2 separate regions of the Sus scrofa genome follow, and region 2 is linked to region 1. The links are chromatin contacts, called in public HiChIP or PLAC-seq maps. All regions are on one chromosome and are shown on one strand. The core of a region is the stretch at or near the end of the contact, and the rest is flanking DNA. Distances in the headings are between cores, read along the strand shown. Region 1 overlaps SLCO3A1 (solute carrier organic anion transporter family member 3A1). Region 2 has its middle 78 kb from the start of SLCO3A1.

Region 1 (6,625 bases), core at 1,428-3,927:
CTCCTGGGAAATGGACAGGGTTGCTCTCTCCTGTAGTGACCAGCCCCAGGCTCAGGGCCCCCCAGGCCCTGCCCAGCTAACCCCAGGGGCATCACATCTTGCCACACCTATTACCCTTGCCTGGGGTTGGGCAGGCTTTTCCCTGGACAGAAGTATCCAAGAACCACAGTGTTTCAAGGAGCTTGAAGATACTCCAGCTCAGCATCCGCCCAACTTGTCTTTTCTCTCTTTTTGCAGTGAAACCCTTTCTTTGATCTAAACCAGATGAACAAAAGGATGCTCTGATTGAAGGTGGGTGACCCCCTCTTCCTGGCTCCTCCTTGGCTCCAGAGACACCTTGGTGAACCCCCAGGCTCCCTGGAATGTAATTTCGAATTCAAGGCTCTAATCTAGTCCAACCTTTCTATTTTACAAAAAGAGCAGCCATGAGACACAGGGTGTGAGTGTCCCCACAGGGTCCATGCTTGCTAGGACTCCATGGCATTTCCTAATATGATGCTGGAACCAGCAGCCTGGCACCCCTTCTAAGCTGCCTTCTTACTACTCTTCCCTAAGAGGCTGGGGAAGCTTCTAGCCTTCTAAGGCGGAGCTTCTTCATGTTAAACTTTCCAGTCACGGGTGCAACAGGACCAGCCCATAACTTTTTATCTGCTTTTAAACAGAAATAGCAGGGAGGTTGTAAATGTTTTAATATTAGATTGTGGTGATGGTTGGACAACTTTGTAAACCCTGCACGTAAACCGAGTAAATTTTACGGGATATAAATTATACCTCAATAACACTGTTGGATAAAATAAAAGAAAGACATAACGAGGTTTTTAAAAAGAGCTATAAAGGAGTTTGAGCACACAGACCTTCCTTAATTACCACAGGAAGCAGGGGCTACATGGGAAAGGCTGGCCACATATTTACGGCAACTCAGCTGAATGATCCAGCTAACTCCCTTTTTCTCCTTTGCCGGAAAAACTGGAATTGGGACTCCAATTCATCCAACTGACTTTTAAGCTCTGGTGAAGGTTGGGGGGGGGGGTGTGGCAGGTGGGGGATGTCAGAGACTCCAAAGCAGAGTTTTGCATAAGGTGGGGCTCATCCATGGGGATCAGTGCCTGAAGGCCCAGTGGGTTAGGAGACTGCCCAAGGCAGGACCCACAGCTTGAACAGCTGCAAGGTCAGCCTGATGAAGAGGTCAACTTGCCCCTGAGCACCAGTAAGCTCAGAGTAAACACATCCCTAAGACTCACCCATTTCCCTGATAAAATTTACAAAACCCAATGAAATTAAATTTAGTACTTACTCCATAAAATTGCCCTAAGGGTTAAACAAGGTAATCTATGGGAAATGCAAAAACTTAGAACAACGTCTGGCTGGCTGATTTAAAAAAAATATATATACTACTTAAAGGAACAAGTCTAGGCAGAGCCCCCAACTCATGGAATCATATGATTTCATTGAGTCTTCACAATAATCCTGTGCAATGACTTTTACTGTCCCCATTTTGCAGACAGGAAAAGAGAGGTTCCCAGAAATTAAAACAATGGTCCAAAGTCATCCAGTGGATGGGCAGCAGAGCTAGGATTTGAACCCTGGCCTGCCCTTGACGCAGTCGTGGCTCCACTATCCCCTTATGACAAGGACCCCACCCTTCTAGGGTTTGGACTGAAATGAATTTAACGGACTACACACATGAGGGGGTGCTGATCAGTATCTGTCCCATCAGCAAAATACCCCCTCTTTGCTGAGGTCCACGTTCCCAGTTGTCAAACCTCAAAACAGGCCTCAGTGAAACATCACAGCCCTCGAGGTTCCCAAATGGTTAAACTGCCCTTCAGCTTGGTGCTCAGTACTTAAAAGCAGAACCTGAACTAGCCCTCAGGGGCTATTTTTAGCTTCCCGTTTTTTTTGTTGTCCTTTTTGGGTGATCTGATAGCATAGGCTGAGCTAACATTTCCTGTTCTGGTGTTTTCTTCTCACCAACTCCCACCTTGAGAAATGCTGAGACTCCAAAGGGCTGGCCCAGTTATAGAGCCGCAGCTCCTGACTTAAGGAAAACGACCTGCAGGAGGCTGGCAGGGAGGCTCTGACCTAGGCACCCTCCCAGGGCTGCCTGGGGTGGGACACGGGTTGGATGGGAGCCAATGGCTTCCAGGCACACCCATTTCCAAGGAAAGCCTTAATGAGCCTCTGGCAAAGGGACAGCAAAGAGAATACCAGTCAGTGGCCACGCTCCAAACCATGGGCATGCCACATGAGCAGGAGCCTGAGAGAGTGGCCTGGCTTGTCAGAAACTGCCTCGGGGCTGTGGCTCTGGATCTCACCACTCACTTGTAACTCCCCTAATAGCTTGCTGGAATCTAAGAGTCCACAATTAGAAATGCACTCCTTGGGCCAACTGGTCGCCTGGTCGCCAAGCCCTGCCCTTTCCAAGTTTCTTCTGGTGCTGCCAGCAGAGTTGCATTCTCCGAGACACAGGTGTGACCATGCCAACCCCTTTCAAAACTCATCAGGAGACCTTTATTGCCTTCTTGTGAAGTTCACACATTCTGGCACAATTTACAGGAACTCCAGCCCCTTCCCAGAGTTCCCTTCCCTATGTGCCATTCTCCAGGTTGCTGAGTCCCTGCACTTCTCAGCAAGCCTGATATGACTTGGACAGGGTCTAGCTGCTCCCTGAGCCACCCCTATAAAATCCATAGGGAACTCAAATGTCACCTCCCTCTTAAAGCTGCCCCCACCCACCCCACTGAGCTCTCCGAATCTTATTCCTCTGAGCATAATAAATGCTCAACCCAAGTTTGCTGCATTGAATTAACTCAAGGCATCTGCCCTCAATTAAAATATGCAAATTCATCTGGAAAAGGAAGCATTCCTTAGTCACTGGCGCTTCTGTGCCAAAGTGCTGGCTGGGTGCTTCCCTGAGTGCAGAATCTGATGGCAGAAGGATGACTGAGGGCCAGATGCAGGGAGAAAGGAGAAGGGCACGAAGCTAACCCTGGGAAGTCCTTGACCCCTGCCTGGGACTGATGAGGGAGAGCCGTGGGGGCAGCCAGCTGGAGTCTGTGGCCTCTCTTTTCTCCCACTCCCCAAATCCAACTGAGAGTGTGTTTCCAAATCTTATTTGTCAAAATAGTATAATGGAATGTTACTAAACCATACAAGTCTAGCTAAAAAAAAAAAAATCTCTAAACGACAGAAGTTTGTCTTCTGTTATTTTGTTCCTGTTGTGCTTCTGCTGAAACTGGATCAAGAAGCTCACAGTCTGATGGGAGATACTGGGGTGGGGGGTGGGGGGGGAATGGATCCTCTTGGAACAGACTGTGACCTGCTGCAGTAGGAGGTGAGAGTTTCTAAGTAACGGTAACTGCCTGCTGTAGTCAAAGTAGTTTCCTTCTGTCTCATTTATGGATGGAGAACCTGAGGCCCTGACAATGGGTGATTTGCCCAAGATCCCTGTCGCCTCCAACATGCTCACGAGTTTGACCACAGGACATTAGGGCCGGTGGAGCTTGGTGCTGGTCATATACCGGGTGGCACCAGATACAAGGGTCTTGGGATCCTTTCCCCATCTTGAGAGAACTTCAGCTTCAGCTTGGGGCTGATGCAAGTGACATTCAGGATGACTTTGTATCAAAAAAAAAAAAAAAAAAAGTGTTCACATAGAGAAAGGAAGGGGACTGACTCTGGAATTCCTCTGACTCCTGGGGCTGAATGCAGCCAAAGGCTGATGTCAACTAGCGTCATCTCCTCCGTGGTGTCCAAGCAGGCTGCCACCTGCAGGCACACAGACAACACATGTGCAGCTCTCTGGCCACGCAGAGACCTCAGAAGCAGCTGAACAGGACAGCTCCTGGGGGCACTAGAAGGATTGGTCCCCAACAATCCCCTCCAAACAACCTATTAAGAGCTAACCCTTATTATCAAGTGCTTACCCAGTGATAAGCGCTTTTATCTTATTTAAGATACTAACTAAATGGTCAACCTAAGATAGGTTGTTCTCATTCACATTTTACAGGGAAGAAGCTGAACATCAGAGATGCTAAGTCACTTACTGACGGTCACAGAGCAACTCACGGTGGAGTCAATTTGTGAACCCAGAAAGGGCGAACTTCAAAGTCAGCTCCTTTCACTGCGGTACCACACAAGAAGCAAGAAACTCAGCTTTACATCTTCATACTCAGCTCGGAGCCTGGATCCCAGCTATGTGCTCAGGAGATATTTATGAATGAGTGAGCAAACGAGCTCATGTTTGTAAGTTACAGGTAAGCATTACCCAGAATTCTTATGGAGCTGGTAGCCCCGGGGGGTGCCCTGAATGTGGTCAGTCACCCCTTCCTCCTTCCTCTGAGTAAATGCCCTTCTGGTGCCCAGAAGGAAGGAACGAGGAAGAACTGTCAGCGCCCTGGGGCCCAGCCTCCTTGCTTATGGTTCCTGTGGGGTTTCTCTGCTCTTACCCTCTGGCTGCCCTTTGCATGGAGGAGCAAGGCTGCCTGATGGAAGCATATCACAGGAAAAGGTCATGCAGACAGGGATCCCTTCCTTTTTTCTGCAATCTGCAGTGGAATGCAAATAAGCCCTGAACCGCTTGACAAAAACAGCGAGGAGGAGGGACCCTTGAGAAACAGGAGGGGGTGGTGACAGTCTTCAGTGTCACACACAAGCCTCCTTTGGCCACAAGGGCCATGTGACAGGTCCTACCAGACTGGGCTCTGGGGAGCCACAGACGCTGTCCATTTGGTACCCCAGCTTCAAACTGGCTCTGCTCCTCAACAATGCCAGGGAAGGTCAACCACCATGGTTTCCATCGGCCAAGGATGCAACTCCAGGGACTCCTGGGGCAAGAGCAGTGGGCTCGGGGGACTTGCTGCTCTTGACCTTGCCCCCTCCTCTGGTGGTAGGGAGAGGACCGGGGGCCACACCATCCCACCCAGCCCGGGACACGAAGCTTTTCTTCCCAGGTGAGGCCAGCCACTGGAGGATGTACAGGCAGCCCTCCTGGACCACATCTAGGGGGGGCACAGCTTAGTGTGGGCTGGAGCTGAAGGTGCAGAACATGGTCTTTGGTCCCTATGCTGCCATTCTTTTCCCCTAGTGGTGCCTCCGCTTGATTGAACAGTTTTCCAAAATGAAAACACCCCCTCCCTACTCCACTGTCCAGATGATAATGATGAATCAGATTATTAAAATTATGCAAAGCCCTCTGAGGCCCTCAGGATTCTGGAAAGAACCAGTATCAGAGATTGCTGTGATAATCCTGGGGGAATAAAGCCCTCTCTTTAGCGGTACAACCTGAAATTCTACTATTATTTTAGATACTGATCATTTCACTTAAGATGTCAACAAGTGTCTCCAGAGATCCCCCCCCCCAAAAAAATAAGATGCCTTTTCAGGCCCTCAAATACCAGTTTCCAGCAGGATGACCTCAGTAAGTGTCCCCAACTGCCAGGGGACCCCTCACTCACAGCGGGAGGTTCTCATGCCAAGGGCCTGCTTCTAAGGGACTAGGGGTTCCCTCACACTCATTAAGGATTTTTGTCACCTTAAAAACTTTCTGGGACAGAATGTGATATCAGTTGTGTGTGTGTGTATGTGTGTGTGTGTGTGTGTGTGTGTGTGTGTGTCTGTCTGTCTGTCTGCCTTGTGCAGGTATCTGAAAGGCTCAGAGTTGGGTAATGGCTCGGGTTTTCCTCCTGGTTGAATTTCCTCAATGTTCAGGGTTTGCTCGTCACTATATTTTGGCAGTGCCTCCAGGAAGGGCCTGCGCAGTGCATGGAGGCAGCAGAGAGCATCATCCCTGGGGCGGGCCGGTATGTTGGGCACAGTCTGTCAGTGCCTCATTGGACAGCAGCAGGAAGGCAGCTGCTGCGGGTTTGCCCAGAGCCTCTGCATCACCTTGCAGCCAGATCTTGTGGCTCAAAAGGGGAACCCCTTCTGGGAAGGGTGGGCCATGCTCTTGGGACCAAGCCATAGGGGCATCTGAAGGGGTGACATGGGTGCCTGGAAGCCAGCCTTGCCAGGTCCCTCCTTCTCTCCAGTGCGCTGCCTACCCCTCAGTGTTCCCACAGCCCAGAAGCCCCTATAGCCCCATCTCCACCAAGATGGCCAGTAGTGTGTGCACACCCCCTACCTCTTAGGTTTCTTGGGATCTGCCCAGCAGTTCCACCAGCCCTTGGGTTTTAGAGATTGTATAGCTAATCACTCACTGCAGGCAAACACCTCCGCAGTGATTCAATGAACAAACCCCAGGGAAGTCTCAGAATTTCAGGACTCTCTGGGGCAGTTATTCATAACCAAAAGTTTGATTCAAATATGAGTCAGGGAGAGAAGGCTTCTGCCATGATTTTTCTTCCTCTTTAATCCCTGGGATGCAGCGCAGCTGAGTCCTCGCTACCATCCAGGTCTATGATCATTTCTGCCTGCTCTCAGCCCGGTGTGCAGCAGCTTGATGTGGGATCTCAGTTCCCAGATCAGAAATAGAACCTGGGCTGCAGCAGGGAATGGGCTGAATCCTAACTACTAGGCCAACAGGGAACTCACTCCCTGCAGCCCTGTAATTCAGACAGGGCTAAGGAATAGGCCTGAGCCAACTGACCTTCAAACACTCCTGGACCCAAGCAAGGGGGAGTCCCTA
Region 2 (6,625 bases), core at 1,216-3,715, 290 kb after region 1:
AGGGACAGAGTGGTAGACATTAGAATTTTAGGATTAACATATACGCACTTCTATATATAAAATAGATAAACAACAAGGGCCTACTCCAGGGAACTCAATATTTTCTAATAACCTATAAGGGAAAAAAAATCTGAAAAAAGAACATAAATATTCTTTATATATGTATAAAGAATATATGTATATTTAATGTATAACTGAGGCATTTTGCTATATGTCTGAAACTAATACATTGTAAATCAACTCTGTCAATAAAATATTAAAAAATTAAATTTAAATTAAAAAATTGAAATCTAAAGAAGGAAGGTTGTATACAGCTATCATTCACTAAATGACTTCTATGACCCAGACTCGTATATTTACAACTTTCTGAAATAGTTACTGTTTATCTTTTTATAATAAGAGAAACAGAGCCTTAAAAGAGTTTACATTTAATATTTTGCCCACAGAGCTCGTAATTACCAAATGTGCTCTTTCAGCTGTTTGCCTGACTTGGGGGTCATTTCTCTTTCTGTGCTATTAAGCTGCTTCATCCTACTGGGGAGAAAAACTTCCGCTAAAGGATGCAACACACCAGGCCTTTAGGATTCTGGTAGCCAGAATGGGTAAAGCAGAGGTCTTGAAGAATAGACCAGAACAAAGTTGCCCCCATAGAAGGGCTGACTTACACAAAGCATCCTAATGTACAGTCAGAGAACAGCATCCCCAAAAAGTAACCTTACCTATTTACCCAGCCCCAGATTGTTCCTGTGCTAGATGAGACCACCACAGAACCAACCAAGCCAGTGGTCAAGCCTCACAGAGTGCCACTGTGCAAGATCCTTTGAGAAAATGAGTTTTAAAAATGACTTTTCTACTCTGAAGTCCGCATATAGTTTGGAGAGTAGGACAATTTTAAGTCAAGCTTCCACGAAAATATGTAGCCAAGAGTCCATTTGCATAAGAAAGAGGAAAACAATTCACACTTAGGGTGGGGTTATTTGCATTCCAAATGAGCATTTTGTTTAACAAGGATTTCCTGCAGGGTAATAATAAGCATCTCTAAGTTTTTTTTTTTTTTTTTTTTTTTTTGTCTTTTTGCCATTTCTTGGGCCCCTCCGGTGGCATATGGAGGTTCCCAGCCTAGGGGTTGAATCGGAGCTGTAGCCACCCGCCTACGCCAGAGCCACAGCAATGCCGGATCTGAGCCGTGTCTGCAACCTACACCACAGCTCATGGCAACGGCAACGCTGGATCCTTAACCCACTGAGCAAGACCAGAAATGGAACCTGCAACTTCATGGTTCCTAGTTGGATTCATTCACCACTGAGCCATGACGGGAACTCCAAGCATCTCTAGTATTTTTCAAATATGACTTGGAGAACAGACTGGCTCTCTCCCTTCTTTTTCAGGAGTATGGCCATTTGTTAATGGGAGGAGTGCTTGGATCCAGAGAGATCTAAGTGTATCCACATAGCCTTGCATGCTTGAGGGAAAGGGGATTCGACAACAAAGTCACAGGAGGAAGGTGACCTTGGACCACTTCATGGTGGAGAGGTCATCAGCAAACTTCAGGAGGAGAGAGCATGTTTCACTGGAAAGACAGGCAGACTAGGGTATAGTCTTTCCTTTTGAGGTCAGAGGTAGCCATGAAGGATGACCAAGGAGTTTGCCTGCATGACTGAAATGGACCAGCTAGAGAGGAATAGAAGGGGCCCATGACATGTAGACAGGGGTCACCCCAGACCTGAAGGTCAGTCCTGCAGCCTACACCTCCAGACCCCACACCCCTTCTTGTTCTCCTTACAGCAAAGTTCACCAGATCATCCTAGTGCCCCTCCTGCTTTCTCCTGCTTCTAGAAGTTCTCTCCCTCCTGTTATTATGCAGAGCCTCTGCTTTGCTCCTCCACATGGTCCTTATCACATGTGACGTGATAGTGTAACTGTTCCAATTTGTGTTCTATCTTCTCTACTGGATTGTAAACTTCAGGAGGTAGAATCTAGGTCTGTCTCACTAACTCATCTCCTGTGACACATAGCACAAAAGCTGGCTTTTGTCTTTTTATACCCAGAGCAAAATACACCCCATTGCATGGTAGTGCAGTGGCACTATCTCTTATAGGAATGAAAGAATCAGAGGAGCACAAAAGAGCATTTGGTGACTTGGTTTCAGAGTGGGAGGCAGGCCTAGATGGGGTGAATGGATATCCCATTTTCCTGGACTCACCCTGCCACTGTGGTGTCTGGATGTGACGGGCAGAAGGAAACCAAAACCTTCCAAAAGATGCCAGCCCTGGCAGTTGTTAAGATAGAGCCAGGGCACTGTGAAGATCCTTGGCGTACTCTCCAGGCAGGGGGTTGGTGCCCATGTTAAGCATGAATAATAAAAGGCCAGAATCTTCCATGAGCTCTAGTGAATGAGAGTCTGGAACTTTGCTCTATTTTTAATACTGATTTTCTCCCAGTCTTGCTTCGCTCTCAGATACAAAGATGACCTCAAGTGCAAAATATGATTCCACTAAAGTAGGAGAGAGCCAAAGAATTTCTAGCTGATTAGACTTGGGAATTTTTCCTGTTACTGCTATAGTTAAATAGATATTGGCAAATAGTGAAACCCGTGGGGAACAAAACTGAGTATGGAAGAGCCTGGTCAGTTATAATTAGAAGTATACATCATGACATCATTCCCTTTTCCCCAAAGAGCAAGAGAGTGATATTTAAAGGGACATTGAGATATGGTACATGAACAGCCTTGACTCAGCAACAGATGAGAGCCACCTTATAAATGACTGCACATTTTGGAATGGAGTGGAAGCTCTTTCTCCCTAATCTTTTCTAATGTACCTAAACCTAATTGATGTGAGTACAAGATGGTTACATGTCAACAACAATTACATTCGCATTTTGTCTGCAGTTTTTACTGAGCCTGCATGAATTGATGAGAAAGATGATTATCCTGTCACTAAGGAAAAAATGAGATTAGTATATTTAAATCTCATACATATAAAAAGACCTGTTCATTTCTCCCGGCTTTGATGAAAGCTGTAGGAATGTAATTTTTGTATCTATAAACAGCTGAGTCCATTACAGTTGTATTAGACAGAAACCAATTGAGCACCAAACCCATACTGGCCCCCTGCTGAGAATAGGGGGCTGAGGACTGGGAGTTGGGTGGGAAGATGAATGAGGCCATTGAGCTGAATGGTTAAGTACATGGACTTTCAGGTCTGACAGATTGGATTTGAAGCTCTAAACAGGAGAAGGATACAAAGATAGCACATGCCATGTGGGCACTGTTCAGAGGGAGGCACAGGAGAGCGACAAGGTGAGGTAAGAGGCCGCATATGTGGGCCAGAGCTGTTTTGAAAATACTGGGCACAAGGGCAGAGAGTGGATGGTGGGCTTGTTTTCTCAGTACGAAGGGAGGTGAGAGGGACCATGAATAGAGACACACTCTAGCATTATTTAACCTCTGGCTGGAACTCTGAAAACTGGAAGGTTTGAAAGTTTTCCTTGTAATGCTATTGTCAAGTTACAAGGACTGACTAGGTCATAAATTGTGTAGGAAGCACACACCGGTTCAAAGTGTGGAAAGGGACCCTGCTCACTATCATTCCAAAGGGGATTAATTTCCTTGCATTCTGCTCTAGCATTGATCCTGGTGTACCAGGTGAAATAAAGCAGACACGAAACAAATGCAAGCTAGTTATCCAAGTGCTAGGATGTTCTCCAGGACTATAGACTCTGACAGACTTCTAGCTGGAAATGATCCATCCTTTAATTTAATCTTAGGCTGTTGCACGAATTGCCTCCAAAAGACATGCAACCTCAACCTGAACCCTTTCAGTAAAGACAGCTCGCAATGCCTTTCGTGCTTCAATATTACAAAATATTTCAAGCGCAGAGGTGTGTATTAATAATTATAATGGCAGTAATAATAGAAATAATTGAAAATATGTATCCACCACCCACACTTGTTAAATTGTACTATTTTTTCCAAATATGCTTCCAGTTAAAAAAAAAAAAATTGAGACAAAGCTCTAATGCCATTCCCTACCTATCCCTTGAAATAGCCACCTGGAAGTTGGTGGAATCATCACCATGCACATTTTTTCTATTTTGCTATATGCACATGTGTACTTACACACTATATTATTTATTTTTGCATAACTTTAAAGTTTACATGGAGAATGACATATTGTATATAGCCTTTTAAAAAAATTTGCACTGAGAATTTGTGTTGAGATATGTCTGCCTTAATACATGTATCTCTAGTTTGTTGATTTTAGCTTCTATTCACTTTCCATTCTGTGGCTAGTCTGTATTTTTGGAATCCATTCTCCTGTTGATAAATATATAGGCTTTAAAATTTTTTTCTTTCTTTTTTTGGTTCTTTTTATTCCTGCTATTATACACAATTCTATAATAAAATTCTCCTCCTTGGCTCCTTGGACACATGGGTAAGAATTTCTCTGTGGATGGGTAGCATTGCCAAGTTATAGAATATTCATGTTTTTAGATTAGTACACATCACCACAGTGCTCTTCAAAGTGGTTGTACCATTTAAATTCCTATTCTCAATGTCTGAGGGTTCCTTTCACCCTCTGTTCCTCCAACTGTTCTTTACATTAAGTGGATTCTTGAGGCAACAGCCATTGTAGTTTTTCCCCTCTGGCTCTTCCCTAGTTGACCACAGGCCTTCCTAACTATGGCACTCAGTGGATGGGATGCACTTGGATATAACTTGCTCTGTGTAAAACTTGGGACTCTCTACTCCCTTAAGCTTGTCAGCGAATTTCTTCTTTTGTCTTTTGTCTTTTTGTCTTTTGTTGTTGTTGTTGCTATTTCTTGGGCCGCTCCTGCGGCATATGGAGGTTCCCAGGCTAGGGGTTGAATCGGAGCTGTAGCCACCGGCCTACGCCAGAGCCACAGCAACGTGGGATCCGAGCCGCGTCTGCAACCTATACCACAGCTCATGGCAACGCCGGATCGTTAACCCACTGAGCAAGGGCAGGGACCGAACCCGCAACCTCATGGTTCCTAGTCGGATTCGTTAACCACTGCGCCACGACGGGAACTCCACGAATTTCTTCTAAGGACCTATTAATTCCTTTTAAAGTAGCTACTTCCTCTTGGCTGATATTGTCCATCCTCTCACAGTCCATTAGGGCTCCAGTGGCTTGGAGGTTAATAACAGTTCTGTGAATCTGTGCCACTGACTCCTAATGTTCTTTGGAATTGAGGCATTCTGAAAAATGAAAGTTGCAGACACACAGACTCCCTCTCTCTCTCACACACACACTCACACTTAATATTATACATAATTCCAGAAGGTTCATTGACCACCCCAGCAAATCTGTGGATCTTGAGTGAAGATCCTTGCACTACTGTATGGAGAGATTCAAGAAGATGGATTGGGGAACAGTTTACCTATTGAAATATGTCTAAACTTTGGACTATTGGGAAAATGTCCCAATGCCCTAAAGATTTGCAGGAATTTTAATGAAACATAATATGTTTTTACGGTTAATGTTTTAATTTCAAATTTCAGCTATACTCCATGATGCAGCAGGGTAAGAATGGAAAGAGTCAGGAGTCAACAGAGCCAAGTTCAACTTGTCACTTCTTGTTTTGGTGAGACACATTACCTCTGCAAGGCTCAGTTTCCTCACCTGTAAAATGGATTCGTATCTCAAAGGATTCTTGTAAGGGTTAAACACAGTGTTTGTAAGGAATGTGATGAATATTGAATAAATGCTGGTTTCCCTGCCCTATGAAAATCACCTAGCAGATCTATGAATAGATTTGACATTAGGATTTTTCTGGGCTTTTCTGGGCTTTGATGAGATTGCATTTGTAATATTCCCTAGGCAGAGTTGGCCATCAATACATGTTCATTTTCTCAAAGACCTTTTTTTTGGTGGGGGGGAGATCATATTTTGGAGACAAATCCAAAATTTAATTTTATTTGTTTTCTAAATTTGTTCAATATTATATTTCTGTACTGAGGAGAAACTGCTACTTCTTTTTAACCTCCAGCCCCTTGACATCTCCCTAGACCTTTGTCTTTTTTCCTCACTAGAGCTGCAGCCACCTCTGCTGCTTGGCACTGTCTAGTCAGGTCCTATCGTGAAAGAATTATTATCCAGGGTGCTCTCTGGGGGTTTGGGGTGCTCCTGATTCCCCACATGTCTTTCAAAGGCATATTGTTTCAGGCACCTGTAAAAATAATAGTCATGGATCATTTGTAGATAAATATTAATGCTGCATCCATATTGAAGCAAAGCACAAATTGAAGAGCTTTAGCTACATAAGGCCCCAAATAGCTTTCATAGAAATTTCATCCCAAGTCATATATTATTTACTCTTGATATTCAATAAAAATTCACACCAGTGAACATAATGGTTTTGACACCCTTCACTTATAAACATTAGGAAAAAATGTCTTGAGAGAGATTTAAATTATGGTTACTAAACATATTCCAATTCTGTCTCTGTCAACTCTGAAATTCCTAGCAAGAATTGCTTTTCTTAAGAAAAGAATTGCCATTTGGAAAACATATATTGATGATGAGAAATTCCCTGCCCCCAACCACCCCAAAGGATTACAGAATCAGGGCTGGGAAAAGGGACCTCAGAGGTCAACTGC

What was found. HiChIP or PLAC-seq counts read pairs in DNA pulled down with a chosen protein or histone mark.
Region 2: a contact with region 1 is called in an H3K27ac HiChIP or PLAC-seq map of skeletal muscle, with 5 times the contacts expected there. The contact joins two enhancer-like sites. A contact is called at or near these places in 1 of 47 Hi-C or Micro-C datasets (skeletal muscle) and 1 of 2 datasets of contacts at active chromatin or transcription factors (skeletal muscle).

The regions. Positions count from the first base shown.
Region 1 is chr7:86,885,959-86,892,583 of Sscrofa11.1, forward strand. The region is part of intron 2 of SLCO3A1 (solute carrier organic anion transporter family member 3A1); the gene reads right to left. Among named protein-coding and RNA genes, the nearest start is that of SLCO3A1, 210 kb to the right of the region's middle. Within about 2 kb of position 2,678, at least 33 of the 83 cell types and tissues checked have an H3K27ac peak or open chromatin away from gene starts, as enhancers often do. A contact at or near this core is called in skeletal muscle, where this site is marked.
Region 2 is chr7:87,177,611-87,184,235 of Sscrofa11.1, forward strand. No RefSeq gene overlaps it. Among named protein-coding and RNA genes, the nearest start is that of SLCO3A1, 78 kb to the left of the region's middle. Within about 2 kb of position 2,466, at least 12 of the 83 cell types and tissues checked have an H3K27ac peak or open chromatin away from gene starts, as enhancers often do. A contact at or near this core is called in skeletal muscle, where this site is marked.